4 separate regions of the Mus musculus genome follow, and regions 1, 2 and 3 are each linked to region 4. Evidence: chromatin contacts called from public HiChIP or PLAC-seq and Micro-C data. All regions are on one chromosome and are shown on one strand. Each heading gives the region's core, a stretch centred on a gene start, on an enhancer-like site or on the middle of the called end of the contact. The rest is flanking DNA. Distances are from core to core; before and after follow the strand shown. Region 1 has its middle 19 kb from the start of Gm40302. Region 2 holds the start of Rbpj (recombination signal binding protein for immunoglobulin kappa J region). Region 3 has its middle 16 kb from the start of C130083M11Rik. Region 4 holds the start of Zcchc4 (zinc finger, CCHC domain containing 4).

What was found. A called contact is a pair of places that touch in the nucleus more often than the background predicts. HiChIP or PLAC-seq counts read pairs in DNA pulled down with a chosen protein or histone mark.
Region 1: an H3K4me3 HiChIP or PLAC-seq map of forebrain shows a contact between it and region 4, with 6 times the contacts expected there. The contact joins the enhancer-like site here to the promoter of Zcchc4 in region 4. A contact is called at or near these places in 6 of 39 promoter capture datasets (the 3T3-L1 cell line, the C10 cell line, the SN4741 cell line and 3 more), 1 of 15 datasets of contacts at CTCF or cohesin (large pre-B cells), 11 of 115 datasets of contacts at active chromatin or transcription factors (the 230-238 cell line, astrocytes, craniofacial prominence and 7 more) and 2 of 9 other capture datasets (embryonic stem cells and liver).
Region 2: a contact with region 4 is called in a Micro-C map of the G1E-ER4 cell line. The contact joins the promoter of Rbpj here to the promoter of Zcchc4 in region 4. A contact is called at or near these places in 1 of 484 Hi-C or Micro-C datasets (the G1E-ER4 cell line) and 2 of 115 datasets of contacts at active chromatin or transcription factors (large pre-B cells and pro-B cells).
Region 3: an H3K27ac HiChIP or PLAC-seq map of embryonic stem cells shows a contact between it and region 4, with 3 times the contacts expected there. The contact joins the enhancer-like site here to the promoter of Zcchc4 in region 4. A contact is called at or near these places in 6 of 39 promoter capture datasets (the 3T3-L1 cell line, the SN4741 cell line, hippocampal neurons and 2 more) and 3 of 115 datasets of contacts at active chromatin or transcription factors (embryonic stem cells and large pre-B cells).

Annotation. Positions count from the first base shown.
Region 1 is chr5:52,107,798-52,114,535 of GRCm38.p6, reverse strand. It overlaps a transcript of Ppargc1a not described here. Among named protein-coding and RNA genes, the nearest start is that of Gm40302, 19 kb to the left of the region's middle. Within about 2 kb of position 3,350, at least 11 of the 459 cell types and tissues checked have an H3K27ac peak or open chromatin away from gene starts, as enhancers often do. A contact at or near this core is called in forebrain and hippocampal neurons, where this site is marked.
Region 2 is chr5:53,589,072-53,595,708 of GRCm38.p6, reverse strand. It overlaps Rbpj (recombination signal binding protein for immunoglobulin kappa J region), which reads right to left and starts at 5,223. Exons shown (of 11, transcript NM_001080927.2): 1 at 4,985-5,223. The coding sequence starts at 5,004.
Region 3 is chr5:52,229,431-52,235,601 of GRCm38.p6, reverse strand. No RefSeq gene overlaps it. Among named protein-coding and RNA genes, the nearest start is that of C130083M11Rik, 16 kb to the right of the region's middle. Within about 2 kb of position 3,216, at least 18 of the 459 cell types and tissues checked have an H3K27ac peak or open chromatin away from gene starts, as enhancers often do. A contact at or near this core is called in embryonic stem cells, where this site is marked.
Region 4 is chr5:52,779,775-52,785,612 of GRCm38.p6, reverse strand. It overlaps Zcchc4 (zinc finger, CCHC domain containing 4), which reads right to left and starts at 2,558. Exons shown (of 13, transcript NM_001308144.1): 1 at 2,399-2,558; 2 at 1,506-1,624; 3 at 433-515. The coding sequence starts at 2,522.

The DNA.
Region 1 (6,738 bases), core at 2,101-4,600, 670 kb after region 4:
AAGCTATTCCAGGAGCCAGAGCGAGAATTAGAGGGAAAAAAATTCCTTTTAATTAAATAACTGTTGTAGTCTGCTGCCCCCACCGCTTGTTTGGTGAAAGTCTACAGGCATCTGTCATCTTCAAACTACACGGGGAAGTGGAGCTGGGGTCTAGGGATGGGAGGAAGAGAGAGATTGTGTGTGTGTGTGTGTGTGTGTGTGTGTGTGTCTGCGCGCGCTCGTGTGTGTACGGCTTGGGAAAGTTGGGGCCAGAAGCTAGGTGGAAGAGCATTGGTGAAAGCGGCACCAACTCGGTGGACCGGCCAGGGCTCCGGGAGTTCTTGGGCCCCGTGGAGCGCGCACCCGAGGGCGCGGGCCCGCGAAGCTGAGGGTGCCGAAGGGAACTGCTCAGTCCCGCACGGCTCTCCAGGCTGCTGCGGCGTCTCTCTCCCAGAGCCCGCCCGCCAGCCTCTGGCCGCTCTCGGGGCTGCCCGCCGCGCTTGCCCGCGCTGGCGCGCTCCCTCCGGGGCCCAGATCTCAGCGCGCTCCTGTGAGCTCGCGCATAGGGGAAAAAAATAAAAATAAATAAACAAATAAATAAACAAACCGAAGCCCTAAAGCTAAACAACCGAAAAAATGTACTTCGTTACTCCCTCGTCACCCTCCACGTCTCCCAGGCACAAATAGCCAAAGTAGTAGTGGCCAGGTGATGACCTCGCCTCCTCGGCGTGGGCTCTCCGGATCCCGCCGCGGCCGCCAGAGTGAATAATACATAAACCGCTCGGGAGATCCAAAAGGCTCCTGCCGCCTCAACCGCCCGGGAGCGGGGCCACAAGATCCCGCCAGCCGGCCGGCCGCTGCTGCGATGGGGCGCCGGGCCGCCCCCAGATCAGCCGGCAGGTCGCGGGGCGCAGAGCGGCGGGAGAGAGCAGGCCCGCCTGCGACCGGAAACTTGCGGGGAGCTGCCGAGGTGGTCGCGCTGCTGGTGGAGTTGGGGGACCCTGGAGAGACACGGCTGGGGTCAAGGGGGCGCCCTGGCTGCAGGTTGTGAGAGCCCCGAGGCTTTTCTACCATCTACCACACCCCGCACGGCAGGTTCCGGGTACTCTCTCCACGCCTGTCCTTGCCGAAAGCCACGGACCCCTCCGGCTTGGCAAACTCCAGTCTCCAGGAGCCTGCGTGAGCGCGCCTCTGTGTGTGTGTGTGTGTGTGTGTGTGTGTGTGTGTGTGTGTGTGTGTGTGTGTGTGTGTGTGTGTGTGGTGTATGACGCGCGTGTGGCTGTCGATGAGTCAGAAACCAACCCCAGCTCGCCTTTGAGGACAGAGGCGCGGACCTGAGGCTTGAAGCACACACCCGCCACCAGCCCTGGGGGCTGTAGGGGATTCCTCGGCAGCGCCGCGCCTCCCAGTCCTGGACCGGAATGCTTTAGGCTAAGTTTCCGGGCAAGTGGCTCCGACCAACACCGCAGGGAGCAGAAACTCGACTGCTTGCTATTCTTCGGGAAGAAGAGAGAAGGGAGACCCGGTGGGTGTCGCCAGGCGCTCAGCAACGCCGCTCTAGAGCCACGGGAGGCTTCGCAGCATCTTTAAGGAGACAGGAAAGGAGTCCAAGAGCTTGGAAGAGACGAGGGCAGGGCCTTGTTTCGCAAGATGGGCAGTCACGTGCAAACTCCTTGGCAGCCCGAGTTGGTGGGCGTCAGGGTCGGGGCAGGGGTGCCAGGCAGGTTCGTAGGGTCAGGTTGGGAAACCTGAAAAAGATGAGAACCTTGAAGAGGGATCCTTTTCGAAAGAGGCAAACTATTGGCTTCTCTTCGGGTAAAGTTAGTTTAAGTTGATTAGGAAAAAGCATCTCCCTCAAAGACAACATCTTTCTTCTAGAAAGGGGCACTCGCGTTGCTAAGAAAATGGCAAGAATGTCTGAAAAAGCAGCTGGTGCTGCTCTGTGGATGGTGATTAGCTCACAGACTGGTACTGGGGAGCGAGCTAACCTGAGTGCAGAGAAATTGGCTGGCGGGGAGAGCAGATGATTTGAAGTATTGATTTCTTCCACCAGTGGTACGGTATGAACTTTAAGATAAAGTGCAGAAACAAACGAAAGACAAGCATTGTTAGAGGAAGGGGCGGTCACTACCCTAGCTCTGCTTGTCCGGTGGGAAGTGCTGGCGAGCGTTGCCTTAGGAGACTTGAGGTTTCCGGCTCAGCCACCGTCACCATTTTCAAGGAAGGAGAATTATACAGCGTGTGCATTAGGCCTTGCTGAGCTCCAGTTTGCCCTTTCAGCATCTGAGCATGGGCAAATGACTACGAAAACTGCTTGCAACTACTGTTCCTACGGAGGACAAGGAGAAAACAAAGGCAATAGTTTCACATTTTATCCCAGGATTCAGGCAGCGTTGACTTGGGGAGAGAGGCCTGGGCCAAAATTTGAAAGAGTGAGACTTATTCATGATTTTACCTGAATTGCTGCCAAAAAAGCGTACAAACCCTTCATTCCCTAAAAATAGCATCGTTCTTCAAGTGTAATTTGTTTACCTCAATTAAAAATAAAACCCACTTCTTAGTGTTATAAAGTGCTTATGAAGGTAAGGGTTGGCTGTACTAAAAAAAATCAAGCTTTTTATTTCTAGATCAATATGATGTGCTCTCAACATCTAATACCATGTAAAAGGAACCTTTTTACAACATCAATAGCAGGCAGGCATGTCTACTAAGAACCTCCTTTCCTGGAATCCCAAGGCTGTTTGATTTCTTTCGTTTTCACAAGAAGCACGATTATGACACCGTTCATTATAAACAAGGGGTTGAAAAATAGGACGAGATGGAAAATCTGGAAAGTAGCGAGTCATTTATTCACTTATAAAAACCAGGCAAACAAAAACAAGCAAATAAACAGACATTAAAAATACTCCAGCTACGGATCATCGTGGAAAGGAAAGAATTTAGTTATTTTGTGACATTTATTGAAGCTGGAGGGGGTGGCTTGTTGATTTTTTTTTTTTTAGAGAGAGAGAGAGAGAGAGAGAGAGAGAGAGAAAGAGTCTAATGTGTATTAGAGCCGAAACTACATCTGTTGCCATTTAGAAACTGGGAGATTCCATCCTGTTTCTGAGACCATGCTGCAGGTATTTTTGCATGGGCTTTCCAATGTGCAAAACAAACCACAAGTGTGTGTGTGTGTGTGTGTGTGTGTGTGTGTGTGGGCAGGAGTGGAGTGTGTGTGTGTGTGTGGGGGGGGGAAGCATCTGCTGAGGAGGAACCTGTTTCAGTTAGAATGAAACCCCCAATTAAAGTGTATCTGTGAGATGTGTCTGCTTTGGCTCAGTGCAGCAGACGGCAGCCCGTTCTTTAATTTACAGTTTCACGCCTAGGGATGGCAGCAGAGCAAGCTTCCAGCCCTCAGCTTTCTCTTTTTATGTTTTGCCTTTCAGCCTGGGCTTCTCCCCTGGAGTTGTTTAAGCGGTCAGGCTCCATCCTTGGCCATTATCTGCTTGCTTTTAGGACCTGGGTCACCTTATTAGTTGCCACTATGTCAGCCCAGATCGAAGCAGGCCAGGTCTGTATGATACAGAATCAATCAGTTGAAAGTGAAAAATGAAGCCAATTAGCTGATTGCGTGGGTGTCCCAGAGAGGCCTGACATCTGACTTTCCTCACCTGATCGGACAGTTCCTTGGTTCCCTGGTAGCTTAACCCCCAAGTTTGTGAAAGATGCATCACTATCTGGTGTGACTATGCATTTTAACTTTCTTTTGCCTCCTGCACCATCAACCTCTGAGCTTTCAATAGAAAATGGCCTCCCTGGAAGAACAGCCCAGATGCATCTTTGCAGAGCAGGCAGGGTTCCTGTTGAATTTGGCTCTATAGTTTTTGTTATTCAGTGCTTGGGGCTCTTTGCACTTCATCTTGTCTAGCAACGTAGAAGTTTTAATACAGGCTCATTACAGAAGATAGGTAGGTAAGTTGTTGAACACGTCTGTCTGTTCTTTTGTTTTTGGTAGGAGTAGGAGAAGCTTGGCATTAGTTCTGGGAATAGAGATAGACAAAGCAGGAAACACCAGGTAGAATTGAATATATGTATGCTTTCTTTCCGACTATTCCACAATTCTTAAAGTGATGACAGTGTTTAGATCCATAGAGATGTACCTAAGGCTTGCAACTGGGAGGAATCTACTTCCATTTCCAGCACCTACGTAAACATCACAGGCATGGTGGCATACTGTGGATGCAGAGACAGGAAGCTGCCTGGGGCTCACAGCATAGCCAGTTCAGCTTAGTGAGTGAACTCTGGAACAGTGTTGACAGTAGTGATGATGGTGCTGGTGAGCGTGATACCCGAGGCTGTCTTTTAGCTTCTGCATGCACACATGAGCATACTCACCCATGTATGATGTATGTCTGTTTACACATACATGACACAGTGCACAGTAACAAAAAGAAAGACTTGTCGGGACATACATCGGTTGCCACGGTCTTCCGGTAAGATGAGCTTCCTCTTGGTAGCTTTGGTTTGAAAATATCCTGCACCTTTATAAATTTCTATAGACACAAGATCACAGGATTTTGATTGTGGCTACTACTTTTTTTTTAAAATGCTGTTTCAAACACTTTACACCGGTATGACTCCTTTAGTCTCCATAACAACACGGGGTAGAGCCTTGTCTTGTTATTCCCATTTTACAGAGAATGCAAACAAGACAGAATTAAGTGCTAGTTAGGAGCAAGTAGTGGGGACTGGTTGGGCAGCCAGAGGCCAGCTTCCTCTTACTGTCTCCACTCCATTCCTCTCTGCAACACAAAAGCACTGTGAGGCTACACACCCATCCCTTGAAAGTCTCTGAGGATGCCATCTGTTTGCCTTTACAAATAGTGAACCTCTCCTTTGCTTGTCCAAATCTTCATCCCCTCTCTTTCTTTTCACTTTTTTTTGATGCCATATGCCCATGTACATGTTCATGTATGTTTACCTAAATGTATGTGCAGGTATGCACACATGTGTGTGGGATGCCCAAGGTTGATGCCAAGGGTTTTCTTCATCTGCTCTCTCCTTATTCTTTTTGAGTTAGGGTCACTCACGGAACCCGTAGCTCACAGTTCAGCTAGACTGCCTGGCCAGCAAGCCCTAGTGATCCCTCCTCCTGGTTCTGCCTTCCAGTTTGGAGACTTTTATATGGGTGCTGAGGATACTGGTCGTTGATATTAATGACTGCCCACCCCCCACTTCCTTTTCTTTCTTTTATATTGTACATAGAATTCTTGGGGGTGAAGCTGTCTGTCTGTTTTGGTGGAGCCAACTGTAACCACCTGATGCTTTTTCCCTCTTGGTGATGGGCCTTGCTAGATACTCGAGTTTATTACTCTATTTGATTTGGATAGTTGATCTGGTCAGAGAAACAGAGTCTTTAGATTGGTCAAATTTCTGAATCAAGAAGAATGATTTTACAATTACTCAGATACATTAAAACTCTCTCTCTCTCTCTCTCTCTCTCTGTCTCTCTGTCTCTCTGTCTCTCTGTCTCTCTCTCTCTCTCTGTCTCTCTGTCTCTCTGTCTCTCTGTCTCTCTGTCTCTCTGTCTCTCTGTCTCTCTCTCTCTCTCTCTCTCTCTCTCACACACACACACTGTATGCATACACATTTAGGTATGCATTCATGTCCCTTTAGACACGAATTCATATCAGTTTGGTTATGTTTTCAATTCAGACTGAGACTTGCTTTTCTCATCACCCCCCGTTTTTCCAGGAGTCTTCTGTAAGGAGTTGTGCACCTAATACTCCTGTCCATCACGAACCTTTCATGCCTTTTCATGGTTGGGCCCTTATATCATGTCCTTCCACACTGTAGCTGTGGGAAGGGGAGGGACGACATTTGATGTCAGCAGCAATACGGAGAGGATGTTTCTCGCTGGCTTCACTGTTCCTGGGGCCCTAGCGGAAATAGGAAAGTGCAGGGCTTGCATCGGAATGAGAATGGGGTCACCTCCCCTTTGTAGTCATCATCAAGGAAGCAGAACTTCCTTCCAAGAGACCATAGGAAATCAATGATCACACCTTGCCAGCAAAGAGGTAAACGTGTGCAGCAGATGGCATTAAATCAAAGGGCAGCAGAAACGTGACTCACTCTCCGAGACGGTGTGACTTTTTGGTCCCTTCAAAGAATTCAAATTTTTTGATATAATACTTGTATTTAAATCTCCCCATTTTGTTTGCACTATAATATGTTTTAAAAATGAAGGAAAGAGGAAAATGCAGTTACTCGATGTTACAACCTTTTCTCCTAAAGATGCTTACTTAAACAAAGCCCAGTGCCTTTCCAGAACGTGGTGCCATATCTATCCCCCACTCCCTCTTTTTTTTTTCCTTTTTTTTGGTTAATAAGAATCAATGTGATTTATGGAATGTAACTGGGCTTGTGTGCAACTGTTTATTTCTTTGGTGTTATTTACATAAGCAGAAGGGGAGCTTGCATTGAGAGAAGGTTCCCCTTGGCCAGAAGGGACTTTAGAGGGGCCTGGGGTGAGGTAGGGGGAAGATGGCTGATGTGTAGGGAGATGTAGGAACAGAGACTTAATGAAATGTGGAGAAGAAGGTGTGTGGCTCTAATATGCTTCCCTCTGTAGAGCGCACTTCTGATTGCTTTGTGAGCTCGTCTTCCTGTACATTTGAAATCGAGCTGCAGGTAATAGCTAAAGGTAAAGGCAATGTCTGGTCTATACCAGAAGAAGACAAGACACCCAAGAACTCTCTCGGGGGAAATAGCGTTAGG
Region 2 (6,637 bases), core at 3,974-6,473, 810 kb before region 4:
CAGAATCATAAACTAGAGATACATGAGCATTTTTTTCCTTCAAAAAAATTTATTTGTTTATTTATTTATTTATTGTGAGTACACTGTAGCTGTCTTCAGACACACCAGAAGAGGACATCTGATCCCATTACAGATAGATAGCTATGAGCCACCATGTGGTTGCTGGGAATTGAACTCAGGACCTCTGGAAGAGCAGTCAGTTCTCTTAACCACTGAGCCATCTCTCCAGTCCCAAGAGTATCTTATTACAAGAGTAATTTTATACACTAAATTCAGACTATATAGCCAAGTTAATTCATGTTTTAAAGAAATGTAAACCTGTTTAAAATTTTTTTCTGACTCCTTATCAAGTGCTGGGCACACCTGTGAATATAATATATAAATGATTAAAAGGAAATGGTTTGAGTATACTAATTACACTACAATTTAATTGCATACTTCCTAGAGAATTATACCGGGGGCTGAAAAGATGGCTCATTGGGATGCTGACTGCTCTTCCTAGAGGATCCAGGTTCAAATCCTAGCACACACATGGCAGCTCACAACTGTGTGTACTCCCATGTAGATCTGACATCCACACAGACATATATGCAAGCAAAACCCTGATACACATAGAACAAAAGTAAAATTTTAAAAAGCACCAAAATAAATAAAATACAAAACTTAAAATAAAAGCGAATGACACATACCAACAGCATGGAACTTAGCCTGACATATCTGGTTAAACTATTCCTTGATCTCGGCCTCAAAGAATAACCTGTATTTTTTTCCCAAACTCAGGGAGGCATTAAACTGCTGGGCCTATTTTGGTTGGAACTCAAAGTTCTTAAATATGAGTATTAAGATGAAAGAAGGACAATTTAGTTGAAGAAGGAACCATGAAATAGCTATGAAGAACCTGCTACGATAGCAAAAAATATTTTTCTAAAGCATTAAGCATGTGTGTTGAATCTACTAAACACTTGCCCATGATTTCATTTAACTGTCACAACCCTTTAACGTGGGAATAATTATCTTCCAACTGTTGGGAGAGAAAAGGATAGGCCAGCCTGATAATATTACAAAGATTTAAGTGGAAAGAAAAATAGAATTGGAACCCAGCACAGAGCAAATAGAACTTTAAAGCCCTCTAGCCTGCTGCCTCTCCTAGTGAAGACTGTAGGGGGAGCCATTGAAAGCTTTTTGAACTAGAGTGATTGATTCACTGCTCAGAAACACTGCAGTTGCCATGGAGAAGCTACGGAATCTAGAGGTGAATCTAGAAGGGAAAAGGGTCCTGTGGTAAACTAGGTGAGAAGCGACGTCAGCATGCACTGTGTCATTACAGATTAAAAGGGTTCCTTAGAAGGTAAAACTACCAGTTCTTAGTAATTAGAAAAACAGTAAAGGCTCAACTATGAGCACACATGTAATCCCAGCACTGAGAGGCGTAGGCAGGTGATCTTAAGTACCAGGGTGGCCCGGGCTGCATGGTGCAACCTGTCTCAAAGGTTCAGAAGGAAAGAGCTAGTGAGAGAGGAAGCCCAAAACTTTGACTGGGGAACTAGATGACACCAGACTATCAACTACCAAAATAAAGGAACAATGGGTTTCATCAGGAAGTATCTACAGCATGTCAAGTGCAAAAAAACTTCCCCTAAAACCAAGAGCCAAGTCTAAAATCATGTCTAGTGATCAGAAAATATTCTTCAAAATACCAAAAATATAAGACAGATATAAAACTTTTCAGGCTAAGAGTGCAAAAAATTACTTTGTACTATCCTTTTAAAAGTATTGCTACAATAAAATTTTAAAATTAAAATATAAAAAATTAAGTATTACTACATACAGAAATCAATAAAGGGCATTCCATAATTTTACAATGTTTTAGTCTGATATACCTTCCATCTCTTTGTTTCTGCTTGACACTCTCCCTCTAAATTTATATCTTTTATACAAACTTCAATAACACATAGTTGTTTTTTTTTTCTTTCATTTCACTGTCACTCCTTTAACTTGCCAAGAACTTAGTTCATAACCTCCTACTTGACTTCCTATAAAATGACCTACATCAGCTCATTCCAGTAACAGTTCCTAGACCTTAAGCACACTGTTCATCCAAGGGGGCTCTACCTAGGGCAGGGTGCACCTCTACAGATGTGGCAAGTTATTCCATTCCCATTCTGCACAGTTAGGAAGCTGGCAGAGGAAACAACATATCTTGGAAATAATCACAAAGCCAAATGCCAAAAATAACAATTTTTAGTCAATCCATGAGAAAATACTGCCCCTAGCTGAAATAACATGAATCTAGTATTAGGAGGAAGCAAAATGCAAAATAGTGCTTGCTTTCAAGCCAAGTCTTATTTCAAAAACTAAGTAAACCTCAGAATTAAAACAGGTAAGACCTTTAGAACATAACCATTTCCTTCTAACGCTGGACCCATCCATAATACCAACGATTATCTAAGGAATCACAGCTGGCCATAGCAGCTTTTTACTTGTATATTTTACCCACTTAAGAGATCATACAAGTCTGTGAGTATACATCAAGAAGTAACTTTTACCTAAACTTAACTGTTTAAAACTGAGTGCCTAGACGTATGTAATAGAACGATTCCCCACAAACATGTCGGGGTAATAAGTTTAAAGATGAAATAATACTCAGAAAGGTACCCAGCCACCGTTCATTATATTTCCAAATGCCCACTGTCTAAGTTAAGGCACCATTTTTATTTCACTCCTAGCCTTTGGGCTGAAAGTATAAAAGTCTCACATGCTTAGAAACAACCCCCTCAAGTTGTGAAGCTAACTTTATGATGTCTTTGTGATCGTTCTCAAATGCATAAATCAGAACAAACTACATTGCATTACTATACAGAATTTGCACTGTGCTCACGATCAGAACCAGTGTGCCCAATTTTAGCCTCGAGTTATGCACTAAGTATGAAACAAATGCAAATTCTCACAATTTCATGTATGTTCATAAAGTGTGCCTTATACTGCAAGTATTCCGCCTATAAATTCTAATAACCACGTTTTTAAAAAGCTTTCCAAAGTGCCAACATTCCTTAGACCTCATCTTCTATGTCCTCAACAACTCTTTGTGTACAACTTTATATAGAGAAGAAGCTGCATATGACTTTAAGGGTAATGTATCTTCTAAAAGTAGTGATCAACTAGTGGAAGAATATTTCTGAACAATACATTCAGTATTTACAACCCTAAATTATTTCAACCCTGATGCAGTAATTCAGGCCATTAGTATACAATATCCTACACCACACCCCCAGACTTCACCCAAGCTTTTAACATTACCATAACAATAAGAGCTGAAAACAACTTAATGCTCAAGTAACATAAGGAAGTACCTTTTAAGATAACCAAACTGAAAGCTACCAGTCTTTAGACTGCCCGTAATTAATGTATCCCACAAAGATCCTCAAAGCAGTATTCATCAAACCAAAACTACACTCTGCTCTTTGGCACCTGATTCCCAACGTCGGAATAGGAGTTGCCACACATCCACAGAAGTAAAAATCACAAACTACACACTCAAACTGCAAATTCAAACAACCATAAATGGTAAACTCATTTAAATTATGAAGAAGCAAGCCATTGATCAAATTCCCAAGCCAGATGTCTCCGAAAAGTCATTAAAACTGTAGATACAAATTCCAGGGGAAAAAAAAAAAGATAAACTTCATCAGCCCAACATTCACAAGTTTACAACATCAAAATTCACTCACCTCCTATTCACATCAAACGCACATCCACTGCGAATATCTGAAACTATTCTCCATCACCAACAGGGGGTGGGGTGGGGGGGTGGGAAGTACCTTTGAGCCTACTTCTAACAGTCTTAAAATATACCCTTCCATTAGCCCTCAGGTAACCCAGGTGCAAGGCTACTGCGGATGCCCTTGGCCTGGGGCCGTCAGAAGCCAATGATGGGGACGGCAATAACCATCAAGAAATCGAGATCCTTTTCCAGCGCTACTCTTACCAAGCAAAACAATCACGGGCCCAGAAAGATGGCAAAGAAAAGTGGGGTCGTTTTAATCCCAAGAGAGGGGCGCATAGGGGTGGGTAGGGGTGTGATCCCGAGAGAAATGGGTGCGAAGGAAGAAAGGAGGGGCGCGGAAGGAGCAAACTTAAGTATCTCAAGCATCTCCCAGACTCAAACAACAAAAGCAAACCCTAGAGTCTGTGCGCACTTAGAAGCACCAGATGGAGTCCCCGGGGTTGAGACAGTTCAACAGACAGACACAGTGGGCAGCGGATAAATCAGGCAGTGACGCGAGGGGAAGGGGATGCTAAGAGAATGAGACACTACATAGGGGAGACAAAGCCTTGGGGGGGGGGGGTGAGGACCAAAGAGAAAAAGGTGAGAGGGGATACACACGAGAAAGACAATGGAAGAAAGAGAACGGCAGTAATCTGGTGCCAGGGCTATGGCAGGTCACCCAGCTACTGAAGAGAGGGATACAACAAAGGGGCACGGGAGGAGGGACAGCGGGCGGAGTGGAGGTGCAGACGGGATGCGGGGCGCGCAGCGGCTCCCACAGAGAGCCTAAGGCGGCGAAACAAAGGGCTGGGGGCAGAATCGCGGGGGGCAGCGCACACAGACAAAGCGCTCCGGCGCCCAGGGCAGCGGCTGGGAGGACAGGCGACGCGGGCCACGCACGGGGAACAAAGCTGCGCCGGGATCCCCGCCAGGCCCGCCGAGGGGGGCGCGCGCCGGGCACGGTGCCTACGGCCCCGCGCGCCGGCCGCACTCCGCCCGCAGCCGCCGGCCTCGCCACCGCCCGCCCTCACGCGCCCGGAGCCCGCTCCACCGCGGCGCACGGGCGAGCCCCGCACCGGCCCGCGCCATCGCGTCGCCGCCCCGCGCCGCCTCCCGAGGCCCCGGCGCGCCGCGCGGCCCCGGCCCGCCGCCTGCCGCCGGCGGTCAGACGCCCGCAACTTTCCCGGTTCCCAGCACTCGCTGCCCCCTCAGACTTACCCTGTCACAACAGGCGCCATCTTCCACAAACTCTCGCCAAAACTCCAACCCTCGCGAGATTCCCCCCGCCGCCTTTCCCTGCTCCTCTCCCCCGCCCCTTCCCTCGGCCTCGCCGATCGCTGCCACCCGGCCCCCGCGCCGTCTTTCCCCGCTTCGCCGCCGCCGCCGCCGGGAGCCAGCCGCCTCGCGCCGCCCGCGGACTAAGGGATCTGCTCACTGCCTTTCCCTAGAAACCTACCCCGCCGATGGAGCATGCGCAGGCCGCTCCTCCGCGGACAAGCCCTCCGAGTAGTCCATGGGGAGCGCTCCGGTTATCCGGGTTTTGGGACGCGCCCTCGGGGACGTACGTGGAGACTGAGGAAAACCGGAGGGCATTACTACGGGGACCGGGACTGGAGGGGTCAGGAGGCGGGGCCCCGGGGCCGGGAGGAGGGGTCCTGGGAAAATGCGAGCGTCTCACAGGCCTAGAGGAGACGCCTCCTCGAGTGGGTGTTTTCCAAGTGGCTTCCCGCTCGCCGCGGGTTCCCAGCCTTTTTCATTCATTCCGACGTTCACTGGACACCTCCCTTATGCTAATCTCAGTATCAGGTGCCGGAGCGGCGGAGATCGGGACAGAGCCCCGGTCCCCGGTGACCTGCCAGCGACTGTCTCCATTCATTTGCTCCCGCACGACCCGCACACGCGGCGAGACAGGCGTGATCGCCGCGTGAGCTGACCCTTCCCAAGAGCTCTGCAGGGGAAAAGCATTAGGGGATAAGCTCTGTGCCTTTCGCCGCTTCTCCCCGATGCGAGCTGGGGTCATCCCGAGGTCAGCCTCGCGCAAAGGTGTCCCCCCTAACCCCCCGATGTTCACTTTGCACCCACACGTCAGAGCCCCGAATGGTTGTCCCCAGAGCCACCACTACAAGCCCGGGCACTTGGGAGCGAGCTACCCGCCCAGCTCCGACTGCCTGGGGAACTCATGGCAGCAGCCAGCTTGCAGGATGTAGGTGTGGGTGCAGACGTGTAGGTAACTGCCTAGAAACAGCTCCTCCGGCGGTGGCCCGATGCTGTCGCCCGATGCTTGTCTTGCCTGGGACACCTCTCGGCAGGTGGTGGCCCGAGACCTGTCCCTCCGGTCCCCTACCTGCTGATCCTCCCTGCTCCCCCCCCCCCCCCTTCCCGGCCCTTTGCTTTCCAAGAGATTTCCCAGCTCCTGCATTGCCTGCCTCCCGCAGGGAGCCACAAAAAACCCGGAGAACTGGATCAGCCCGCCCGAGACCCGCTCCGGAGCGCCGCAGGATTGGCGCGGCGCGCTCGCGCCACTGCGCATGTGCGCAATGCGGGCAGCCGGAGTCTCACGCTACACCTCCTCCCGAGCGCCTTCCACCGCTCGGCTCAGACACAACACGGGCCGTGGGAAATTTCCTAAGCCTCGCGAGAACGCGCTCTCCTACCCACCCCGCGGGCGGCTGGGCGTGCGCCCTACATCGCGCAGAGCCGGGGCCCCGACAGGTGTTCGTCCCGTGCGGCTCCCGGGACGCGGAAGGCAGGGTCCGACAGGCGCCCGCGAGGCGGGGCGGGGCGGGGCGGTGGGCGCGTGGCGGGGAGCGGCGGGCTGAGGCCGCCCCGGCACACTCACGCACGCGCCGGGGAGGCTTCCTGTCGCCCTCC
Region 3 (6,171 bases), core at 1,967-4,466, 550 kb after region 4:
TGCTTCCCATCGTGATAACAATAATGGATTGAACCTCCGAAATGGTAAGGCAGCCCCAAGTAAATGTTTGCCTTTATAAGAGTTGTCTTGGTCACGGTGTCTCTTCAGAGCAATGGAACCCTAACTAAGGTACTCTCAGACTCCGGACACATGCTACTCTATGAATTAAAGCTATGAAGCAAACAAATAAGAGCTGTTTTTGTTTTTTTGAGACAGGATTTTTCTGTATAGCACTAGATGTCCTGAAACTCTGTAGACCAGGTTGACCTTGAACTTACAGAGATCTGCTTGTTTCTGCCTCCGAAATGCTGGGATTAAGGCATGTACCACCAGCACCTGGCTAAACAAGACCTTCTGTTCTTGTCTTTGGAGGTTGACCTTGGAGGTTCTGCTGCTGTAGACTGGACAAGTTCATACCTGGGGGTCACCCTGTTGTCAGAAAACTTAGAATGGTCATGGAGTATGTCCATACTGTCACAGGCATATTTTTGTGGGAACAGTAGAGACAGGGACCCAAGTGCTTGTCCCCAAGCATAGGCCCACACTATGTTCTCTCAAATTCCATTCAGGGGAAAAAAAAAAAAAAAAAAGCCACGTGTCTAGACCAGAGTCTCGGTAGAAGAGACTGAGGTTACACTGAAAAGAGTCTTATTTCAGGGAAGAGAGAAAGGCTGGGCTGCTATGCAATCCATTGCTTGGGTTTTTGCAGGCCACAGAGGAACCTCAGTCACAGTTGAGCTGATCCAAGCAACATCCCTGCACCCAGCACACAAACATCCACCCTTCCTTGCTCTCAGAAAGACGGAACAGCTGGGGAAAGTCAGGAGAAAACAAAGGCACCCGAGAGGAGGGAGCGCAGCGGCATATTTACTGACAATGTTCTATTCATGATCCATATTTAATTCAGGCTCAAAAGGACGCATTTACAATCTGCCAGGCTTTAACTTCTCCACCCTTAAGCAGGCTCTGCAGCGGCAGAAATACCAAGATTCCTGCCTGTTGCAAAAGCAAGGGCACGAGCTGGCAAGGTAAACAAAGGGAAATAAAACAGCAAACAAAAGGCAGAGTGTGGAGTTGTGGGGAGGTCTCTAGCAGGGTATCATGGGATGGGATGTGCTTTCATTCAACATCTTCACTAATGATCTGGAAGAAGGCATGAACAGCGCACTGATTGTCATCAGAGCCATGCTAACTTGGGAGCTTTGGCTTCCACCAAAGATAGGGACTTGAGGACCAGGCAGAAGATACGCCCAGCTTGGAGAGGGCCAAGGGCACCTAGGAAAACTATGCAGCATCCACCAGGAAGGGAGCTAGCTAGCTGCCTGCATCCTATCTGGAGCCAACCAGGGTGTTTACAAATCAACCAGAGGAACAAACCTTTCCAATAAGAAGGCAGCCCAAGAAATGAGATATAGGCCAGTCATAGCAGGAGAAGGAGAGATCAGACATGGGGATATGAGCAGGGGAGCAGGGGTAGGGGAAGCCTGACACCCTTTCCTCTGTAGCCTCCTTCCCCCTAGGAAGCGAGCTCACGAGAACCTAAACCATGATTTGTGTTGATTTAGTTTTGGCTGTATGCCCAGGACCTAGAATTACACATGTGCAACACATACATCCCTTGATAAGTATTTAAATAAATTCAAAACAGAAGAGTGGAAGGTAAGTCATTGTGGAGGAAGAAAAGGGAGTCAGTAGGAGAAGGTGGGATACAAGACAGGATGATGGGATGAATAGAATCAAAGTATATTGTGTACATGTATGAAATTGTCATAAGGAAAGTTATTATATATAATTAATATATACTAATAATTGAGGGTTGGCAAGATGGAAGCACTTGGCACTAAACCTAAGAACCAGAGCTTGATCCCCAGAACTCAGGAGATGAAAGGAGAGCAGCACCTTGGCTAGTTGTCCTCTGAGCTCCACATGTGCATCATGGTCTGACCCCACAAATAGATAACAAATGGGTGGAAGGATGGATGGATGGATGGATGGATGGATGGATGGATGGATGAATACATACATACATACATATATGAATGAATGAATCGATGGATGAATAGATAGATAGATCGATACACAGATACATACATACATAGATAGATACATAGATGGATGGATGGATGGATGGATGGATAGATAGAAATAGATGGATAGAAAGATAGATATTTTTGAAAAATTTAAAAGCTGAGGGCCTGGTGGTACACATTAGAAGAGGCACACACACAGCTAACTTGCAAAGAACAGACTTGTTAAAAAATAATTTAAGAGAGAGCTAAGGAATCTTTAGAAATAATGCATTGTCTGAATTAGACTTCTTGTAAAGAAATTTTGAAGGTTTTTTTTTTAACTTAAAATACAATAAAAGCAATGTCCCTCTGTTTCTATTTCATGTAACTCTGGCATTAGAAGGGAAATAGAGATCAGATGGTGGTGGCACACACCTTTAATCCTAGCACTCGGGAGACAGAGGCAGATAGATCTCTGAGTTCAAGACCAGTCTGGTCTACAGAGTGAATACCAGTCCAGCCAGGGCTACACAGAGAAACTTTGTCTTAAGAAAAAAAGAAAAAAAAAAAACCCTAAAAAGACAATTTAAAAAATGAGCATTTAAAGGAAAACAGAATGAAGGGAAGATGAGAAAAGAGAACTGAAATCAAAAGACAATCAAAGATGCTTTGTTTCCATGAGGATCATACCAGCATCAAGATGGAGGAAAATGAAAGCAAAGAAACAGAGCAGAAGCTGGGGCTAGAGAGAAGTGAAGCAAGGAAGAGCTGATCAAGTTCCCCAGGGAACAGAGACCCATTCCGTTTTGCATTAAACATCCTCCTGGAGGCAGTCACAGTGCTTACAGGTGCTTGGCCCTGCTGTCTGGGTTTGGTGTGCTCTCTGGATTAGCCAACAATGTATAATCAATTATACTCAGTACACCTTCACATTGCTCCTGCTTTATATATGATGAACGGAGACTGAAGAAAAGATCCTGATCTGCGGGAGTGTCAAGAAGCCATTAAATCTACTCATTGGCATTATGGGTTTTGTTTTGTTTTATTTTTTGTTTTGTTTCCCTACAGTCTTACGCTGTCTACCAGGCAGGTTTGGGAGTGGGGAGAGTACAGGTTAGAAAGAAACCAGAGGGGAAAGTAAATAACCAGTCAAGATTTCCACATAGACTCTTCCAACCTCCCCTCAGGGAGTCATGCCCAGACTCCTCCAGGAACCACACCCAGGTTAGAGTCTGAAACTGCAGACTCACAGAGCTCTTCCCTGTCTGGTGCTAGAGGGTTGAGGTTGTAGTTTTTAGCTCTGTATTTCACTTCTCTGGAAGTGTGTGTGTGTGTGTGTGTGTGTGTGTGTGTGTGTGTGTGTGCGTGTGTGTGTGTGTGTGTGTGTGTGTGTGTGTGCGCACACACACACGCTTGCCCACACATGTGCGTGCTTCATGCTTGTTTGTTGGTTTGAATATGCTTGAAAGTTTTGACCCAAGGGAAGCGGCACTATTAGGAGGTGTGGCCTTGTCGGAGTAGGTGCAGCTTACTAGGAGGAGGTGTTGAAGGAAGTTCATCACTGTTTAGGTGGACTTTTAAGTCTTATGCTTAGGCTCCACCCAGTACAGAAGAGACCTTCCTCCTCCTCCTCCTGGCTGCCTTTGGATCCATATGTAGACCTCTCAGCTCCTCCAGCACTCTTGTCTGCCGGCACACTGCTATGCTTTCCACCATGACAATAATGGACTAAACCTCTGAAACTGTAAGCCAGCCCCAATTAAATGGTTGCTTTTATAAGAGTTGCTTTGGTCATGGTGTCTCTTCACAGTAATGAAACCCTAAGAATATGTATATTGGAGAACACATGTATCATATATCTAAACAGCATTAATTCATAGAAGTTCATCTTTATGTTGATCTGCAGGAAACCTGATCAATAGGATGGGCTAACGCCCAGGGATTATTATATTAATTTAATAATGACAGGAAAGGCTTATCAGTTGAAAGACACAATCCTGAGATCAAGTCTCTTTGGGACCTTGCCATTGAGATCATCAATTGAAGACCATTCAAAAATGGTGGGCCATCTTTCAGGAGCCCCACCTGGCAGCTTTAGCCTATCCTAGATGGCTCCTGACACAAGACAAGCTCTTAAGGAGTACAAACAACACAGCTTGCTCCTCATGGCCTGCTCAGTCTGCTTTCTTATAGCACTCTAGAACCACCTGCCCAGGGGTGGCCCCACCTCCAATGGGCTGGGCCCTCCCCACCAATAACTAATTAAGAAAATGCACTGCAGGTCCCACGGGCAGTACAGCATGTGACACCTTTAGCATGGAACCTCAAAGGTGACAGAGAATTCTTTCAATTTTGTTCACTTTGACTCTTTAAAAAAAAAAAAAAAACCCAACCCAACCCAAACAAACAAACAAACAAACCATTGTCCTTGGCAAGTCTTTGCATTAAGCTACTCTGGGTTCCTTGTCACTTTTGCTTTACGTGAATTTTAAAATATCTGTTTGTTTTGTCTGATACCTACTGTTTTGAGAAGTTCCCAGGGGGAGAAGTCCAGCTTCTGTTTAAAATCTTACAATGCTGATTGACTACCAGAACTTTAGTGATTGTGGAGGGTTGGAATGTTGCAGGCCCAGCGCTAAATTGTCTTTGGCTATCTTTAGCTGCCTTTTAATAGACATTTATTACCCAACTCTGTGTCTGACCTAATATCCCTTTGACTATCATTTTGGAATGCTTTAACAGACCATTAACTTCCACCAACCCCAACGCTACCTACCTGTCAGGCATTTGAAAAGACTTAGGACTTTCTTCTGTTCTGTTACTATACCACTGAGCAATCAACCATTATGTGTGTGTTCCTGGCTGAGTCATCCAAGTTCCTTCCAAGGATCCCAGACGTGTCTGCACAGTGCCACGTGTCAGGATGCTCTTGGGGCTTACTTCTGTGACTGTGCACCGAGCTTCCTTGGAAACCACCGTGAACTCAACTTTGATGATGCGCCAGTCAACCCTGTCTCCATGGAGGTCCACGTGTGGATGGAGGAAACAACAACCACTGTCCCTGCACAGGTAGTGGATTCAGGGAATGCACTGTGAGGCCTTGCTGCCTCTTTGTTGGTCAAAGCCTTGTCATGCAATGATGCAACATGTGAAGACACTGTTGACAGCTATATTTGTCACTGCTGGCCTAGATACACAGGTGGCCTGTGTGAGCCAGACATAAATGACTGTAGTAGCAACCCCTGTCCGTGTGTATGTATGTGTGTGGGGTGGGGCAGGGGGATGATGTGCTGAACTGTCCTCAGAAGATCTATATGAACACATTGCTGACCTGCTTCCTCCTTCAAAGTACCTTGGAGCCTCAGGCGATGTTTGTATCTGTCAGCCTGGATTCACAGACAAGAGCCCAGCATAACTGTCCTCTGAGGGGCTCCCACCCAGCAGCTGACTGAAACAGATGCATAGACCCACAGCCAAACATTAGACAGAGCTCGAGAAATCTTGTGGAAGAGTTAGGGGAAGAATAGAGGAACCAGGATGGGATAGGAACTCCACAGGAAGACCAACAGAGTCAACTAGCCTGGACTCTTGGGGGCTCCCAGAGACTGAACCACCAACCAAAGAGCATACATGGGCTGGTCCTAGGACTCCTGTACATATGCAGCAGAAATGCAGCTTGGTCTTCAGTCTGTCGATCCTGTTCCCCTAACTGGGCTATCTTGTCCAGCATCAGTGGAAAAGAATATACCAAGTCCTGCAGTGACTTGATGTGCCAGGATGGTTTGGTCCCCTGAGAAGGACCTCCCCCTTCTCAGAAGCGAAGGGCAGGAGAGTGGAGGAAGGGTCCAGGTAAGGGGGCCTGAATTAGGAGGGGGATACATGATTGGGATCTAAAGTGAATAAATAAGTTAATTGGTAGGAAAAAAGAAATAAAGGTAATTTCACTTGATCTCCAGATTTTGCATTCTGGGGTGTTCTCCTTAACAGTTAGTTGCATATTGCTTGGCTGGAGGGAACAAGTACTCTTATCTTTGATATCATCATTATGACCAGGGAGTAATTCAATGCTTAATGGACTTTACCTTTAAGCTATCTAGCTGTCTGGAGTCATAAGCCAAAACAGGCTCTTCCTTAAGTTGCTCATTGTCATGGTGTCTCACCA
Region 4 (5,838 bases), core at 1,309-3,808:
GCACTTGGGAGGCAGAGGCAGGCGGATTTCTGAGTTCAAGGCCAGCCTGGTCTACAGAGTGAGTTCCAGGACAGCCAGGGCTACACAGAGAAACCCTGTCTCGAAGAAAAAAAAAAGAACAAATAATATATGAATAATGAATAATATATGAATAATCAAATTCACAGCCACAATGAGGTCACCAAGGTTTGGAGTAAATAGAATAAGGAGTTATTACTTCATTGTGAAAATTTTCTGATTTTTTTTGATGTGATTAAAAATGTTTAGAACACAGAAGAAACAGTTGCACAAATTGTGAATAAAATCAATACCAGTGAATTGTACACTTGCAAATCATTAAAATGGAAAGTGTAAAAAAAAATAAATGAAGGTAAGTTTAAAAAGCAACATCACTGACAAAGCAATAAGGAAAAGAAGACATCATACCAATACCTTTCTATGCATTGTGCCCGGGATAGAGGAGGCTGGCATTTTTGATTATGAATTTCTCGGGCAGCAAGTCTAGCTTCTGACAACTGAAAGACAGAACAAACGTTTGTGTATTTGTTTGTTTGTTTGTTTGTTTATCAGAAGGGCAGAACACACCATCAATATTACTCCCTCTTTATCTAGAACTTCCCAATCTCTAGAACTCTTGTGAAATAAATAACTGTTGTTTTTCAATATTCTCATTACCAACTAGAAGTTGCAAGGAGTAATGGCACACTCAGGAGGCAGAGGCAGGTGGAGCTCTGTGAATTTGAGTTCAACCTGGTCTACATAGTGACCCAGGACAGTCAGAGCTACACAGGAAGATACCAAAAACTAACCAAAAACAAACCAAAAGAAACTAATAAATAGCAAAACTGAAGTTGTAAGTTGACTACCCAATACTAACACATCAAATCTTATAGGGAACTAATTTTCATTTAAGACAATAACACATCTGTATCAAAGTTCAGAGTTAAGTATTAACTTTAATGCCCAGAATTTAAAAACAAAATCCAAAGCATGAAATTTTCATCCCTCCTAAGATATTTATCTTGGGGTGAGAGAGATGGCCCAGTAGTTGAGATCAAACACTACCTTAAGACCTAACTCTATTTAAAACACCCACATCAGGAGGTTCATAACTGACTGTAACTGCAGTTCTAGGGGATCGGAGGATCTCTTCTGATATCCATGGGTACTTGCACTCATGTGTGCATACCAATAAATAGGTGCACACACATATACACATAATTAATCATTAAGCTGGGCAGTGATGGCACACATTTATAATTCCAGGACTCAGGGGGCAAAGGCAGGCCAGCCTGGTCTACAGAATCAGTTCCAGGACAGCCAGGGCTACACTGAGAAACAATGTCTCAAAAAAAAAAAAAAAAAAAAAAAAAAAAAAAAAAAAAGGAAAAAAAAAATCTTTAAAAATACCAAATGCACTAAAATAAAGAAATCCTTTTATATAATGCTTAAACTTCATGTTTACTGGTTCATTCTCCGTAAAACTAGCCAAAATGTTACTGTACCTTTTCATCTTCCCACTGAAAAAAGTTACAGTCTTTTCTATCTCTACAGGCTGAGCAGGCATAAAACTTTCGTGTTTCTTCCTTCCCTTGGTTCACTTTTACAAAGAGAAGAGTAGGCCCTAGTTCCAGAATAGGAAGAAAAAATAAGTATCAAGCAGTAGTCTACACCAAGTTTCTCTGCCTTAAATAAAACTTATTTAGGCATTATACATAATTTATAATTCAATGTACTATCCTCTTTGATAAATCTTATTTTCTTCCATTGCAACACTGATGCATTTGAATATTAGAAATAATTTTTAAAACTGCTCTCTTCAAAAAGAAAATGCTTTCTGTTTACATTACAATAGTCAACAGCTGGGGTCCATGACGAAAGTATGCTTAAAAGAACAAACGCGAATAAAACAAGGGGGAAAGCCCGGAGAACTGCAAGGTTTGCCGTTACCATTTTCAGTGAAACCCTGAGCTTTACAGTTGGAAAGCCGCAAGAAGTAAACTTAATTAGGCTTCCAGGGTTTTGTTGTTTATTCTAACTTCAAAACAATAAAACCCCATCAATTCAACAAATTAAATTCCGCTAAGAACTTGTCAGCAAGAAGCCTTCAGCCCCGTGCATTCTACGTTCGGCTTTCTCCCTAACCTGTCCCCCAAAGCAGAGATGCTAACAGCTCTGGAGACAAAGCTCCAGCAGCCAGGACCTCTCTGGGGGTTTACTAAATAGAGTGACAAACACTTTCTGAAACCGGGTGTTATTCACGCATCACACAAGGTAAGGAAGAGGGGGTGGGAAAAAGCCTTCTCTTCCAGACACAAATCCGAAAAACCCGCAGAGCACCTAGCCCAAGCCTCGCCATTGGCGCCGCCGGCAAGGCTGAGCGCAGACGCCGACCCACCGTGCGGGCACAGCGGGGCAGGAGCCGTGGGGTTCGAGGGAAGCGCCACCTCTACCCCGGACGCCCTACGCCCCGCGTCGCCATCACCCTCCAGGGACTCAAGACAGTCCATGGGCGCCGCCATCTTTCTGCCGAAGTCCCGAAAGCCTCTGTCCCAACCAAGGAGGCGGAGAAAGAGCGCCGCCGCGGCACGCGGAACCCACAGCGCCCCACGCGTCCTGGAGGAGCCATGCCGCCGTCAGACCCAGAGTGAGAAACTAAGCAGGACACCCACCCACCCACCCACCCACCCACCCACACACACACCCGTGGGGGTTCTGGGGTGAAGCTGGAAGGCCTATGCCAAGAGAGCACCTATAACCAGGAGAAGAGATGAATCTTTAGAACAAAGATCTGATTAGATTATAGATCCAAAAGAGCAACAAAGAGGTAAACAATGGCTGAACCACACAGCACAGCAGCTCTATTGCGTTTAACAATGCCAAAGAACTGTCTAGTCTTTTGGTTTGGTTCTGTTCTGTTCTGTTCTGTTCTCTGACAGGGTTTCATGTAGTCCAGGCTAGCCTCTAACTCCCCAGTAGCAGAGTGTAGCCTGGAACTCCTAATCTTTTGCCTCTACCTCCCAAATGCTGGGGTTACAAACACATGCCTCACCATGCCTGGAGCTCATCTAACACTTGCTCTTACACGTAATTATTGAATTCTCGTTCTCGTTTGTACCTCAGGAAAAGAATGTCGCCATTTGCCAGTGGCAGTTGTCTACATAAAAAATATCAAAGAATGTACACTTTTTAAATAACTTCTAGGTTAACTTGAGTTTGGTAAGTTTCAGGATATGAGACTAACATACCCTGGCAGTGATTGTCTAAACATAAAATTTAGAATACCACTTAGAATTTCCAAGCAAAAGAAGCATGTATTTGTTTAACGTACACAGGTCTCATGAGCAGAAAACTAGAAAATGTGGTTGAAAAAAAAATCAAGAAAGATCTAAATAAATGTGGAAGCGTGGTCTGTTCATTACACGGGAAACGGAACACAGTAAAGATGCCACCTCCTACCAGGTTAAGTGCAGACAGGTTGAGTGCAGTTTCTAGCAAAATCTCAGCCAGATATACAAAGTATTATTCTGAATTTTATAGGGAAAGGCAAAGAAATGGCTAAAATAATTTTAAAAGAAAATAACCAAGTGGGAGAGATCAGTCTATCTAATTCCAAACAGTGGTAGTAGTAGTCAAGGCTCATTCATACACACATCTGTCAATGAAATTGCAAATTGTAACACGCGTACATGCGTGTATACACACATGCACATGCACACACTCTGATCTGAATAAGGTACATGAGGAGGTATATAATTATGATAATAAAGCAGCCTTCAAAAATGATACAGTCTTCTCTTTTCTGAGGAAAAACTTTGGTGAGAAAAATCCCACACCTTAGATTTAGGTACACAGTTATTCACCAGTTTACAACAGGCACAAATTCTAGAAACTCTGCCACTAGGGGATTTTATTGCATAGGCATTAGAGTAAAATTTAAAAAACTGGGGAGGCTACAACATCACCAAGATCCTAGGTTTTAGGGTTTTTTTTTTGCGGGTGGGGTGGGGGAACATTTACGTACACATCCCATCGGTAACTGGAATGTTATGAGGTGTTAACTATGGTTGATAGACATCTATGTATTTATTTGCTAACAGGGTTATGATAATCATCAGTAAGTTATGAGTGTTTTTATTGCCTAATAGAGTCTTTACTTCATACTGGGAAATACTGGGGGCAGAAATACTCTGAAATCCTTGGAAGGATTCTGATGGAAACTGAAAATAGACCCGAGCACAGGGGTGGACTCTGGCTGCCTGTCCTGTCACTCAGAGTTTGATCCTAAGACCCAATGAATTCGGAAACTCTTCCCACAGAGTCTCTGGACAAATCAGTAAAATCCTACAAGTACCAGGAAGACTATCCCATTATCCTCAGAGAACTCCACTCTCCAAATCTCCTTCAAACACAATGAGTGAAGCCAGATCTTTTGTAGAGAATGTCTTAGCATTGTCTCTATCTTCTGGTTGAAAAACTTTGGTCCTATCAAACACAAGCAACAGAGATGACTGATACGACAGTCATCATGATGGAGATGTGTAGTCACTACTGGGGCATCCTTTTCCACAAGGATGGTGTTTTCTGCAACAAGTAGCTCTGCCTATTAGCCTTCCCTGTAAATTTCCAGATGCTTGGTAGAATATGGTCTTTTGCTTTACCACTCCAGTCACAGATGTAAAAGTACTTTTTATTTGCCTATCCAACTGTTGTCTGGAAGGATTATGGTCTCAATCTGCTGACCTAGGCCTGGTCCTGGAAGCTTCTGGCCTCCATATATCTGGACTTAGAATGTTTTCAGCTTCTGAGACTTCTTGGTGAATAAGCTCACCCTTTCTTGTTCTTTCTGAACTCTAACTGCCTGTTCAACCCAGCAGTTCTGGCTCACAAACTCCTTTCCAAGCTGACTGATTTGATCTGGTTTCTCTTCCTTGGCCTTTCCTGAATGGTTCTGCTTGACCTCATACTAATTTTGGCAATCTGTTCTAATCTTGTGTCTCCTCATTCACTGGCTCGTTCTGTCTTCATCTGTGTCTGGCTTGTTCTCTCTGCAACTAGTCTCTGTACAACTGTCCCAATGAAACTGCCTCCTTCCTCTCTTTCTGTGTTCTTTTGCTCTCCCTCCCAAACACCCTGTTCAAATACCCTGCAATGCTCACATCTGGACCCTGATGCCCTGCTGAGCTGGCCAGGAAGCCCCCTATATGTCCTCTCTCTGCTTTCCTCCCCAGCTGTGAATAGCCCCAAACTGTGATGCTTATCTGGGAAGGCCTGAGACCCAAAGGACCATGGGAGATTTCTGGGATCTCTAAAAAACAGTGAGGGGGCTGGGGAGATGGCTCAGCTGGTAAGAGCACTGACTGTTCTTCCAGAGGTCCTGAGTTCAATTCCCAGCAACCACATGCTGGCTCACAACCATCTGTAATGGGATCCAATGCCCTCTTCTGGTGTGTCTGAAAGACAAGCTACTGTGTACTCATATATATAAAATAAATAAGTCTTAAAAAATAATTAAAAAAAAAGAAAAACAGTGAGAACACTGCAGAACTACATACCCCAGAACTGCTACTTCTGAGCTCTTGAGACTTCCTGAGCTCTTCTTTGTTGTGTTTTGCTTTCTTTTGTTTTTTTAGAGACAACAGCTAGCCAAGTATCACTGGCCGGCCTAGAATTCACTATTGTAACCCAGCCTGGCCTTTAACTTGTGGCCATTGTCTAGCTTCAGCTTCTAAAGTTCTAGGATTACAGGCATGTGCCATCATGTGTGGCCTTCACCTTAGCATGTCTGATGTGCTGGGCAAAAGTGCCATGGAGTAGGTCTATAGAAAGCCAGAACAG